Regions from separate parts of the Macaca mulatta genome. Here region 2 is linked to region 1. Evidence: chromatin contacts called from public Hi-C data. All regions are on one chromosome and are shown on one strand. Each heading gives the region's core, a stretch centred on a gene start, on an enhancer-like site or on the middle of the called end of the contact. The rest is flanking DNA. Distances are from core to core; before and after follow the strand shown. Region 1 holds the start of DOK4 (docking protein 4). Region 2 holds the start of ADGRG5 (adhesion G protein-coupled receptor G5).

Region 1 (5,254 bases), core at 1,592-4,091:
AGGTAGGGAGGGGAGGGGAGGGGAGTGACCACTCTAGGATTGAAGGGACAGACCGGCCTATCATTTACCCGGGGTAGGGGAGGGTTTGGCCCCAGCCACGGGCCAGAGCTGCCCTTGCACAGCCCCTCCCTCCCACCTAGGCTTTTTTCTGCCCAAAGTCTGTGGCTGGGGTTTACCTACTTCCAGCGGGCACTTCAAAAGCCCTGCAGAGCCTGTTCCCCGGGCATCTCTGGTGTTCCTCTTACTGGAAACAGTAGGGAGACTGAGTGGCGGCCGAGAGCACAGCAGAAGAGGCCAGGGGACCTCTAGGCCCCACCCTCTCCTCAGCTCTACTGTGCCATGGGTAGGTCCTTGGCAGGCAGGGTCCCAGGGTGCAGTGGTCCTAGGCAGCCCCCATTTCAAGATACCACTCAGAGCCAGGCCACTTCTGGCTCCTATCTGGGACCCTAGGAGGCATGTCTGTTCCTGCACTCCTGACCCTGGCTCGGCCCCTGTTCTACCCACCTAAACCACAGCAGCCCTCAGTTCTCAGCTGCAGCGCTCCTTTAAGACAGACACTGAATTTTATCCTCAGAATCCTCACTCATATCCTGGTAGCCTCATTAACAGCCATGCTAAACAAGTGAATGACCACATGAAGGAACCGTGAATGAATGGATGGATGAATGGATGGATGCTGCCGACCCACATACACCCTGCCAGGGTGGGCTCCATGCAGCCCGCAGCATCAGGGGCAGAAGGCCTGGGGACCTGAGCATGCCGGTTGCCTGGTTACAGGATACACATTCACAGCCCCAGGGAGCCACACGCTCAAGAGCCCTCCTTCCCACTTCGCACAGGGCTTTGATCAGTGCTTCAGAAACACTCTGCCACAGCTCTGCCACGGGAGAAAGGCCCTGGCAGGTATGAGTGCCGACTCCTGATCTCTTTCAGCCCCTCCCCCCTCACCTCTGTGGGCTGAGATGAGAATGGCTGCTGGGGAGGGACTGCAGCCTCTCATACCAGGGGAAGTGAGGCTCCTGGTTTCAGGGGGAAGAGAATTCCTTGCATGGATAGGGCCTGGCCACGCCCCACCTTCCCATCCAGGCTGTGCCCACCTGTCAGCCGCTCAGTCTCCCTTCTCTCTGGAACAGGTTTGATACTGAGCCCAAGTGGCTGCCCTTGTAGCCGGTGCCTTCCTGGCATGCTCTGCCCTGGGCAAGGCCTCAGCCCAGCTGGCCCTGGGGACCTGCTAAGTCTGGGGCCATAGGAATGAGGAGTGATGTTAGAAGCGAAGCCGCTACTTCCTTGGCCTCCCTACCTCAGCCTCAGCTTCTCTCTTTGTTCTGTGCTCCAAGTCAGTGGGCTGATCCGCCTTTCAGAGGAACAGCAAAGCAGTCGATGGCTGCCAGGGCCCAGTCTCAACTAGGTTGAGCCCCAGGGTGGGGAGGAACAGGAGGGGAGGTGGGGCCAGAACCGCCCTCTCCAAGGCCAGCCCTGCTCTGTCTGGTAACCAGGTAGGGAAGCCGGGTGGCAGATCCCTCTGCCACTCCGCATGCCCCCCACCCCCCTCAGGCTGAGCCAGAAACCCTTGAGGAGCCTGAGCCCACCCACCCCTTCAAGGCAATGGGAAAGAAAAGGGAGAGAGGGATAGGAGTCCGGGGTCAAACACGGGACTTGGGTGACCTCAGTCACCAGGGCTGTCCTTCCTACAGGAGAAGGGGCAGCTAGCTGCCAGACCTGTCTTTGGCAGGGGGGCCTGGCAGAGGAAAAGAGGCAGCTCTCAGACAGCCTCACCGAGATCATGAAGTTGATCCCCTCTGCTCCTGTCTTCTGAGGGGTCTATCACCAGTTGGGGGTCTACAGGGGGTAGGACAGGATGCACGCCCAGTGAGACCTCTTCTCTATAGCCCCTCCAAGCCCCCAGTTCAGGGCCAAGCACCAAGCCAACAACTTGGAGGGAAGCAGCCTGTCCCAGAGCACTGGACCATTCTGCCCAAAGTTCTCATTTGGAAACCACATAAATATCAGCTTCAGCGCCTCACACCACCCCATCCCCCCCAGCCAACCACTCCCCTTTTCAAACACTTCTTTAACATTGAAAACAACAATCTGAAATATACTAAATATCTGTACACGGAAAGCAGTAGGAAGCAAGGTGAGAGGACCTAAAAGAAAAGAGGCCAGGAGAGGTGAGGGGAGGCCGGGGGTGGGGGCCAAACGGAAGGGAGAGGAGGCCAGGGGAAGTGAGACGCTGCTTCTCAGCTCAGACACAGCCCGGCCTTGCCAGCCGCTCCTGCTGCTGCTGTGGTGACAACTTCAACAATAGCAGGGGAGCCGCCTGCCCATCGGCGGCCACCGTTGCTGCCACCACCACCACCACTGGCCCAGCTGTTGGGATGCCAGCCAGCCCTCTGGGGCGGGGGCTGCAGCAGACAGAACCCAGCCCAGGCACATGCCAGGCAGCACGCTGGCGAGGAGCCCCGAGACCACAGATGCACGATGCCCGGCAGCCGGCGGGCAGCCGCATGCCCCACATACCATGCCTCCGTGCCTGGGACCCAGTCCTCGGGACCCCCTCCCTTGGCAGGGCACCTCCGCAGGTCAGGGTCACTCACCCCGAGCTTCCTGCTCTTCATCTTCACGTAGCCTTGCTTGACGATGTCGCTGAAATTGGTCGCCATGCTTTTCCCACCTTTTGGGGGCGCGGGGCCTGGCGGAGGCGAGGGGAAGAACGTCCAGGTGCCTGGGTCTCCGGCTCCTCCAATCACCTGTTCCAGACACTCTGTCGGGGCTGCCGGGCGAGGGGCTGCTCCTCACCTCCCCCGCCTCAGCATTGTTCTAGCAGCTCCTTCGCCCGGCGCCTGCTGGAAATAAAAATGACAGGGAGATTAGAGGCAGTGACATCTTTCTCTTCCTCTCGCTGTCTCGCTCTCTTTTTTCCTTCCTCTTCCCACACTCCTCCCTCCCTCTTCCCTCCCGCCTTCCTCCCGCCCTTCTTCCTTCCCTTCCCTCCCCACCCCAGGACGACAGAACCATTCAGGAAAACCGAGGTGGAGGCAGCAGTGAGGAAAATGGTCCAGCCCAGTCCCCTCCCTCACGGCTGGGGCTGGCAGTTAACCCCTTCCTGGGAGGACTGGCTCTGGCTCCTGCTGTGGAGGTGGGGACCTAGGAAGGGAAGTGGCGGGGAGTGCTGTTCCTCAGCATTTCGGGCTTGGGGCCCCATCAACTGTGATAACTCTGGGGCAAATTTAGGGCAACTTGCCAAGAGCAAAAGCCCCTTCCTGGGTACAAGTGCTCCCAGGGGTAGGGGCAAGCGCTTCCCAGAGATGGGGGATGGGGGTCCCAGGAGATGACCCCTGGGTGTCTGAGTGAACCCCACGCTCTGCAATGTTAAAGACAAGTTGCCTAGTCAGCTCAGCAGCCCCCACAAACCCCTCTGCCTTCCTGCCGGACCCGGTCCTCTACCTGTTTCTCTCCAGCCCCAGGCTAAGAATCACTACCTTGAGCTCACGCAGGGTCTGCTCCCAGGCCCTGCAACTCTTCCGCACACAGCTCTGGGTGCTGCTTCCTGGGTGGGAGGGCAGAGTCCAGTGGGGCGGGCCCCCAGATAAGCCTGAGGAATGTGCTGGGCCGGCTGGAGGTGGCCACTGTGGGAGCAGACGCCTTGCCCTGGCCCTGGGGTTGGGAACGCTGGCCAGTCCGTGAGGGTGGGGCCCAGGTCCCAACAGGCCACTGGGTCTGGCCAAGCCAAGCCGGGCCTCCATGTCCTGAGCATGGGCAGGAGTTAATTATAGGAGAACCAGCCAGGGCCTGGGGCAACAAGACATGCAGGAGACAGTGTGGGACACCAGAGAGAGGTAAATATGGAGCAGGAAATGGGCATACCAGCAGGGCCACCCCAAATCAGGCGGATCTACAGATAACAAAGACTCAAACTCAAAGGGAGACCTCAGTGATGACCCAGTCTAACCCCTGTATTTTATAGATGGGGAAAGAAAGTTGCCCAGAGAGGGTAAGTTACATGACTAAGGTCACACAGCAGGCCTGGGGCAGAGCCAGGGATGAAGGAGAAGGTCCAGGGTGGTGATGGAGGCCAGTCTGAGGGGGAACATCCTACTGCCATCTCTGGCTGCCTGCCACCTAAGCCTTCCCTGCCATCCAGCCTCAGGGGCAGGATTATGCCAGCAATGTGGCCCCTGTGTCTTCAGGATCACCGGGTGGGAACAGGGCAGCATTTCTGGGGTCAGCTGGGTATCTGTGCTGCCAGAACGGGGCCCTGGGGCAGGCATGCTGCTGGTTGTCCCAGCAGCTTGGCATTAATTAATGTCCTGGAGGCCTGTCTGTTGAGTGCCTAACAAGGAACAGATGGGACTACCCCAGTGGGCACACACAAACAAGGGACGGGCAGAGAGGGTAGTGCTCCCCTATCCCACTTGCACCCTGATACCCCCCAATTCCACTCCTGCCCATTCACTGCCTCTATCCCAGCTCCCTGGGGTCCAAGACCCTCCCACAGTTAGGTGGTCTACTTTCCTCCTATAAGGTCTGGTCTGGGGTCCCCCACTGGCAACTGATCCCCAACACTCTGCCACACCTGGGCTCTGGCAGCTAGAGATGGGTCAATTTTCTCATCTCTGTCTTCACCGCCTGCCTCTGGGGCTGCCTTCTCCCCAGAGCAAGGACCAGCTCAGGAGTTCCCCTCCAAGAGGATTAGCAGGCTGGCCACTGGCTGTGGGTCCACAGTGTGGAAGCCCCCTATCAGAACACGTCTACAGGAAGCCACTGGGCCCCTCGGGTTCATCCAGCGCAGCCCAGACATAGCACAGCCTGGAGTGTGAATCTAGCTGGCTGTGTGGTCCTGGGCAAGCCGCTTAAGATGCTGTGCCTCAATTTCCCCACTGGAAAAAAAAAGTGAATAAATCTACCTACTTTAAATGAGGAAATGAATCCATGAGGCACTTGCCTGCCCACTTGGGACAACAGCTTCTACCCTTTTTCTTTTTCTTCTTTTTTTTTTTTTTTTTTCAGACGGAGTCTCACTCTGTTGTCCAGGCTGGCTCGGTTCACTGCAAGCTCTGCCTCCCGGGTTCATGCCATTCTCCTGCCTCAGCCTCCCGAGTAGCTGGGACTACAGGCTCCCGCCACCACGTGGGGCTAATTTTCTGTATTTTCAGTAGAGATGGGGTTTCACCATGTTAGCCAGGATGGTCTCGATCTCCTGACCTCATGATCCGCCCGCCTTGGCCTCCCAGAGTGCTGGGATTACAGGCAT
Region 2 (5,254 bases), core at 1,875-4,374, 52 kb after region 1:
ACCGTCTCATGAACTCCAGACTCATTCACTTCCCCAGCTGCCTCCCTGCCATCTCAAACTCACAGGTACAAAACCAAAGTCCCAGCTGCAACCTACCAACTTCCCTGTCTCCATTCCCTGCTTTTACCCTGCCCACAGCCCTCTCCCCCAGCTAGAAAGTAAGTTTCAGGAAGGCAAGGGCTTCTGTCTTATTTATGGCTGTATCCTCAGGGCTGAGCACAGTGCCTGGTCCAGAACAGGTGCCCAGTAACATATTATTTGAATGAAGAAATAAAAACTTGCATTGAGTTCTCGGGTGGAACACCACTGCTCTACAGTTCCAAGACACAGCCTAAACACTACCTGTCATCTTCGCGAGTCTAAAGTTCTGTCATTCTGGGGGTGCTCACCTGGCCCTACCGCTGCCCCCTCCTGCCTCCCACGACTCACTCTCGCTCCTTGAGCAGCACCTTCTGGGACTCATCCAGTCGTAGCCGCAGGGCAGTCAACTTGGAGGCCTCCTCCTCCGTGGTAGCTGTGTCCTCCCAGGGCAGCCGGCTCCGCTCCTGGCGGCCTGAGCTGCCCCGCGGGCCCCCGGCCCCCACGCTGCGTGCCTCCCAGCAGTCCTCAGACTCCTCCGGCATGCTCTTCAGTAGGCTCTCCACCAGCTCCAGTTCCTGCGGGGACCAAGGTGGAGGCTGGAGCAGTGGCCGCCAAGCCAGGCCCTGGGTCTGAGATCAGCTTGATGGGTAACCTTGGGCAAGTCACTCAGTGTCTTTGGGCCTCAGTTTCCTCTTCTGCTGCCTGCCTCTCCAGCTCAGACACGCCCTGCTCTGGGCCTCCCATTTCACCTCCTGGAGCTGCAGAGTGTCAGCGCCATGGTTCCCTGTATCCTAGAAGATTCCCCAGGAGAGGTGGTGAGCTCCCTGTCACTGGAAGTATGCAAACCTATAGTGGGGCACTGATGGGAACAAATGTTGAAGCAGGAATTCCTGTAATGGCTTAAGCCTAGATTCCTTCCAAAGGAATTCCAGCTCTAAGATCCTGTTTTTTAAGGGGCAAACAGTAAAGCATGGGGAGACTGGTGACATGGGCAAGCAGTGCCTGTGAAGAGAGCCAGCTCTCAGACAGCAAGCAGTGAGAAATTACGAACCCAGGGCCGAGACCCCTTCCTTCTTGCCATCTTCCCCTTCTTCTCTGCCCCTGCCATCCCCAAGGCCTGTCTCTGACACAAACCCACAAGGACCACAGCCCCCGTTCCAGCTTCTCCCACAGCCTTTCCAGATGAGTCCGGGCCAACCTCTTCCTGGCTCGGCCCTCGGTTTCTCTAGCTGGACTGGAGTGGTGGCCCTGAGGACTCCCTGAGGAGTGAGAGCTACTCTTCTGTATCTCAGATTATCCAGGTGGGGGTGGCAACTGGTTCAAAGCCCTGTTTTACTAATGGGGAACAGGGAGAGATAGGACTTGTTCTGGGCCACAGCATGAAGAGGCTGGGCTGGAGGACAAACTCAGACTGCAAGCCTAGGGCTCCTGCGACTGCCCACAGCCCTCTGGCCTGTGATGGACAACTGGAACAAGGACAGGACAGGAACGCATTGTGCACAGTGAACACCACCTCCAAACACCAGGTCGCCCCAGGGAAGAGGGGACTTCAGCCACAGGAGGCAGCAGTGCCCGAGCTAGCCTATGGGGTGGAGGGGGCTGGGCAGGAGAGAGGAGGGGGCAGTCTTATCTGGAAGAGTTGGCCTGTCCAGGGACTGAGCTGGGGACAGAGCTGGGGAGCTGAGCTTGGACCCTGCCCCTAGGTGGTTTTCTGGTAACAGGCCTGCTGGCTCAGGAGAGGGTGCCCTCTGCAGCAGTATAATCATATTTCACTGCAACCTCGACCTCCTGGGTTCAAGGGATCCTCCTGCCACAGTCACAGCCTCCCAAGTAGCTGGTACTCCAGGTACGAGTCACGTCGTCCTGCCCTCCTGGCACTTTTCACAGCTAATTCCTACTTATCATTCTAGTCTCAGCTTGAATGTGCCCTCTTCCAGGAAAGCTTCTGTGAAGCCTGCGTCAGGGACCTCCTTTGTGATCCCAGTGCCCTGATTTCCCCCACCGCTCAGCTCTGATTGAATCAATGGACTCAGCTCTGCTACGAATCAGCTAACTTCCAGGCAAGCTGCTGGATCCCTCTCCTGCTCAAAGGGGATGATTCCTTGGTTCTGTTGACTTATCAGGTGTGGGAGTGGAGGTATCACAGAACTTGGGATTCTCCACCCTGAGGTCTCCGGAAGGAAGATGATGTGAGGCCCCACAAGGGTAGAACCCGACCTGGAGAAGTGAAACCTCCAGGAGGCCAGGCCTTTACTAGCTTGTTTCTGAGCCCAGCAGCTCAGGCCAATCGGCCCCGCCCACTTCGAGACTGGGGCGCGAACGCCCCGCCCGCGCCGCGCACCTGGCTGCTGGGCGGCCTCTCGGATCCGACGTCACGCACTGGCTCGCGCTCCGCCTCCGGCTCGGGGCCGTCGCGCATCTGGTCGGCGACGCCTCTGGCGCCCCTCAGCCGCGCCAGCTCGCGACCCCGTGCCTCGCACTCGCCCTGTGCCTCCTGGCGCTCGCGCCGTGCGCCCGCCAGTTCTTTGGTGAGCGCGTCCAGGCGCTGGCGCAGCTGGCGCACCTCTTCGCGCGCGCGGTTGCGCTCAGCGCGCACCTTGCTCCACTTCTCGCGCCAATTGGCAGTGCAGTCCGACCACCAGCGCATGGTCTTCTCCATCTGCGCCGCCCGCGCCCGCGCCTCCTCCAGCTCCCGCAGCCGCAGCTCCTCGCGGCTCTCCCAGTCGCCGTCGGCCAGCAGCGCGGGCGCGGGGGGCAGGGGCAGCGCGGGGGGCGGCCCGGGCGAGGGCGTGCCGCTGGGCGGCGTGGGCGGCAGGGAGTCGGCAGGCCCCATGCGCTCCGGCGACGGGCTGCCTAGGATGGTCAGGAGGCTACCCTTGGACAGCTGCGGGGATTCGGCCAGCCGGGGGCTGGGCCCGTGGCTCATGGTGCGGCCGGGCGGGCCCTGGGCTCGAACTGGCGGCCGGGCTCAGGGGCGGCTACGGGGACGCGCGGCGGACGCGATACCACTGTGCATGATGGCGCCGCGCCCCGCTTCTCTCCAGGCCACAGGGCGGAGGACGCCTCCTCGGACCTGCGGGAGAACGCAACCGTTATTGGACTGACCACCGTCAGTCTGGAAGATCAGCCGCGCTAAGGGCCAGGCGGAGAGAACCGAACGGCCAAGGTGGGAGGAGTGAGTTCTGTTCCAGGAGCGTCCCAGTGAGGCAGGATTGGTGGCGCAAAGGCCCGCAAAAGCCTCCTCAGTGGCCTCCAGACTCCCATTCCAATCCCTTCACCTAGCGGCGCTGATCTGAAACCTTGATCTGTTCTTTATCATCCAGGTCCCATCTCGATGGCTTATACTATACTACTGTCCCACTTCCGCACGGGACCCACTAAGGGGCACTGGGCTGGTGCCAGGAGTCCGCTCCCTGCCTCTTCCTGCACTGGGCTAACTTCTTTAAAATTCTTCTGAGATATCACCTCCTCCTGGAAGCCCTCCTGGAGCTCCTCAGGCCAGGTCTGTCAGCCCCTTATGTGTCTCCATCACTGCACTAACTTACCCTGCCCTTTATGTGTCTGCTCTGTACCCTTAACCCAAGGCTGTGAGAGTTTGCTGTGGTCCGGGACTGGGTCGTGGCCACTGTTTTAGTCCCAACACATGATGACAATGATATTTGTGGAGGGCAGGCCACAAGCCAGGCATTATGCCCAGGGCTTTAGGTGAACGATCTCATTTATTCCTTAAAGAGTGGAGGTGAGGAAAATGATTACCTCCATTTATGGTATCTATGAGTCCAAATGCAAACTCTAGTAAGGATTTGCTGAATGAATGCACGCGCTGGGGATGATGATGGAAATAAACCAGTCCTCAGATGGCAGGGGCTTCTGAGAGTACAGCAGGATGTTCCCTCCCCTTCTTTGCTGGAACCACCCCTCCCTGACACCCTGACTCACTGCAAACATCTCTCTTGTTCTCTGTGTCTCACTTCAGCCTCCCCATTGCCCAGCAATGGGCTCTGCCATTTATGGGCCATGCCTCTGCCTTAAAATAAATGAGAGGCATGTCCTTCTCTGTCCCCAGTCTGACCCAGTCTCCCTCCATTGTGGCCTCTGCTGACTGCCACCCACCAATAGCCCCTTGGGACATCACACCTTTCCATCCCCATTAGGCAGAGAGCCCTGGTCCACAGATCTTCATGCCTGCCCCTAAGACTCACCCTTTCTGAGTGATCAGTGCACTGTCGGTGGGACTCTCAGCACTGGCTGTCCCCAAGGCTGCCTGGCAGCCTTCTGTGTCCCCTCTCCACCCTCTTCCAATCTCTAACCCACCTCATTCTTGGCAGATGATCTAATGTCAGGGTTTGCAGTGAAAAAGGAAGCTGTCAAGCCCCACGGCTCCCTCCTCTCTGCCCCTAAGAGGACAGAGGGGTTCTCCTTGAGCCGAAGGCCCCCTCCTGCCTGTCCCACCCTAGCCAGTGACATCCTCTCCAGGGGCCTTACCCCTGCTGAAGTGTCTCCTGGCACCTTCTTCTCCCCTCCCCTGGCTCCTTCCTTTTAAGGCCCTTCCAAAGTGGTCCACACTTACTGTCTCCACTCCATCTACCTCCTTGGTGCTCTGCCACCCAGCCACCTATGGCAGGCTGGTTTCCAGGCCCCTGTGACGGTGTCCCCTGTGGACCTACCATGCCACCTGCTTCCCTGCCTCACTTCTTCCACGTCTTCCTCTCCAGGTTTCCCCTCCTCTCTAGCTGCTCGTCAGCCTCCCAGGTGGACCCCCTGGGCTTAACCCTCGAGTGCTGCTGTCATCCAGCCCTGGGCCCCCTTCTCCTCTCACGCTATCCCTGCCCGAGCCATCTTGCTATGTCCTCAACCCTCAACCCCAAGTCTCTCTCCAGCCCAGGTTGCCCTCAGAGCCTGCCATACCTCCATCCAGATGCCTGATAGACAACTCAGGCTCGTCTTGGTCAAAATGGAACTTGCTGCCTCCATTCCCCCCATGACCAGCTCCTTCTGGGTGCTCCTCCGAGAGAAGGCACTTCCTCACTCCTACCAGCTGTGGGGGCCCCTGAAATCTGCCTTCTCTCCTCCCCCACCCACCACCAAACCTTGTCAGTCTGTCTGCCTTGCATCTACCTTCCATCCACCTTCTTTGTCCACAGTCACTAACCTGTCAGGGTCCACACCACCT

The links. A called contact is a pair of places that touch in the nucleus more often than the background predicts.
Region 2: a Hi-C map of fetal cortex germinal zone shows a contact between it and region 1, with 1.8 times the contacts expected there. The contact joins the promoter of ADGRG5 here to the promoter of DOK4 in region 1. A contact is called at or near these places in 5 of 14 Hi-C or Micro-C datasets (CD4 T cells, cortical neurons, fetal cortex germinal zone and 2 more).

Annotation. Positions count from the first base shown.
Region 1 is chr20:53,074,270-53,079,523 of T2T-MMU8v2.0, forward strand. DOK4 (docking protein 4) reads right to left here and starts at 2,842. Exons shown (of 8, transcript NM_001266155.1): 1 at 2,598-2,842. The coding sequence starts at 2,663.
Region 2 is chr20:53,125,814-53,131,067 of T2T-MMU8v2.0, forward strand. It overlaps ADGRG5 (adhesion G protein-coupled receptor G5), which reads left to right and starts at 3,125. Exons shown (of 19, transcript XM_077986210.1): 1 at 3,125-3,287; 2 at 3,405-3,583. It overlaps CCDC102A (coiled-coil domain containing 102A), which reads right to left. Exons shown (of 9, transcript XM_015126250.3): 2 at 2,423-3,154; 3 at 430-656. The coding sequence starts at 3,007.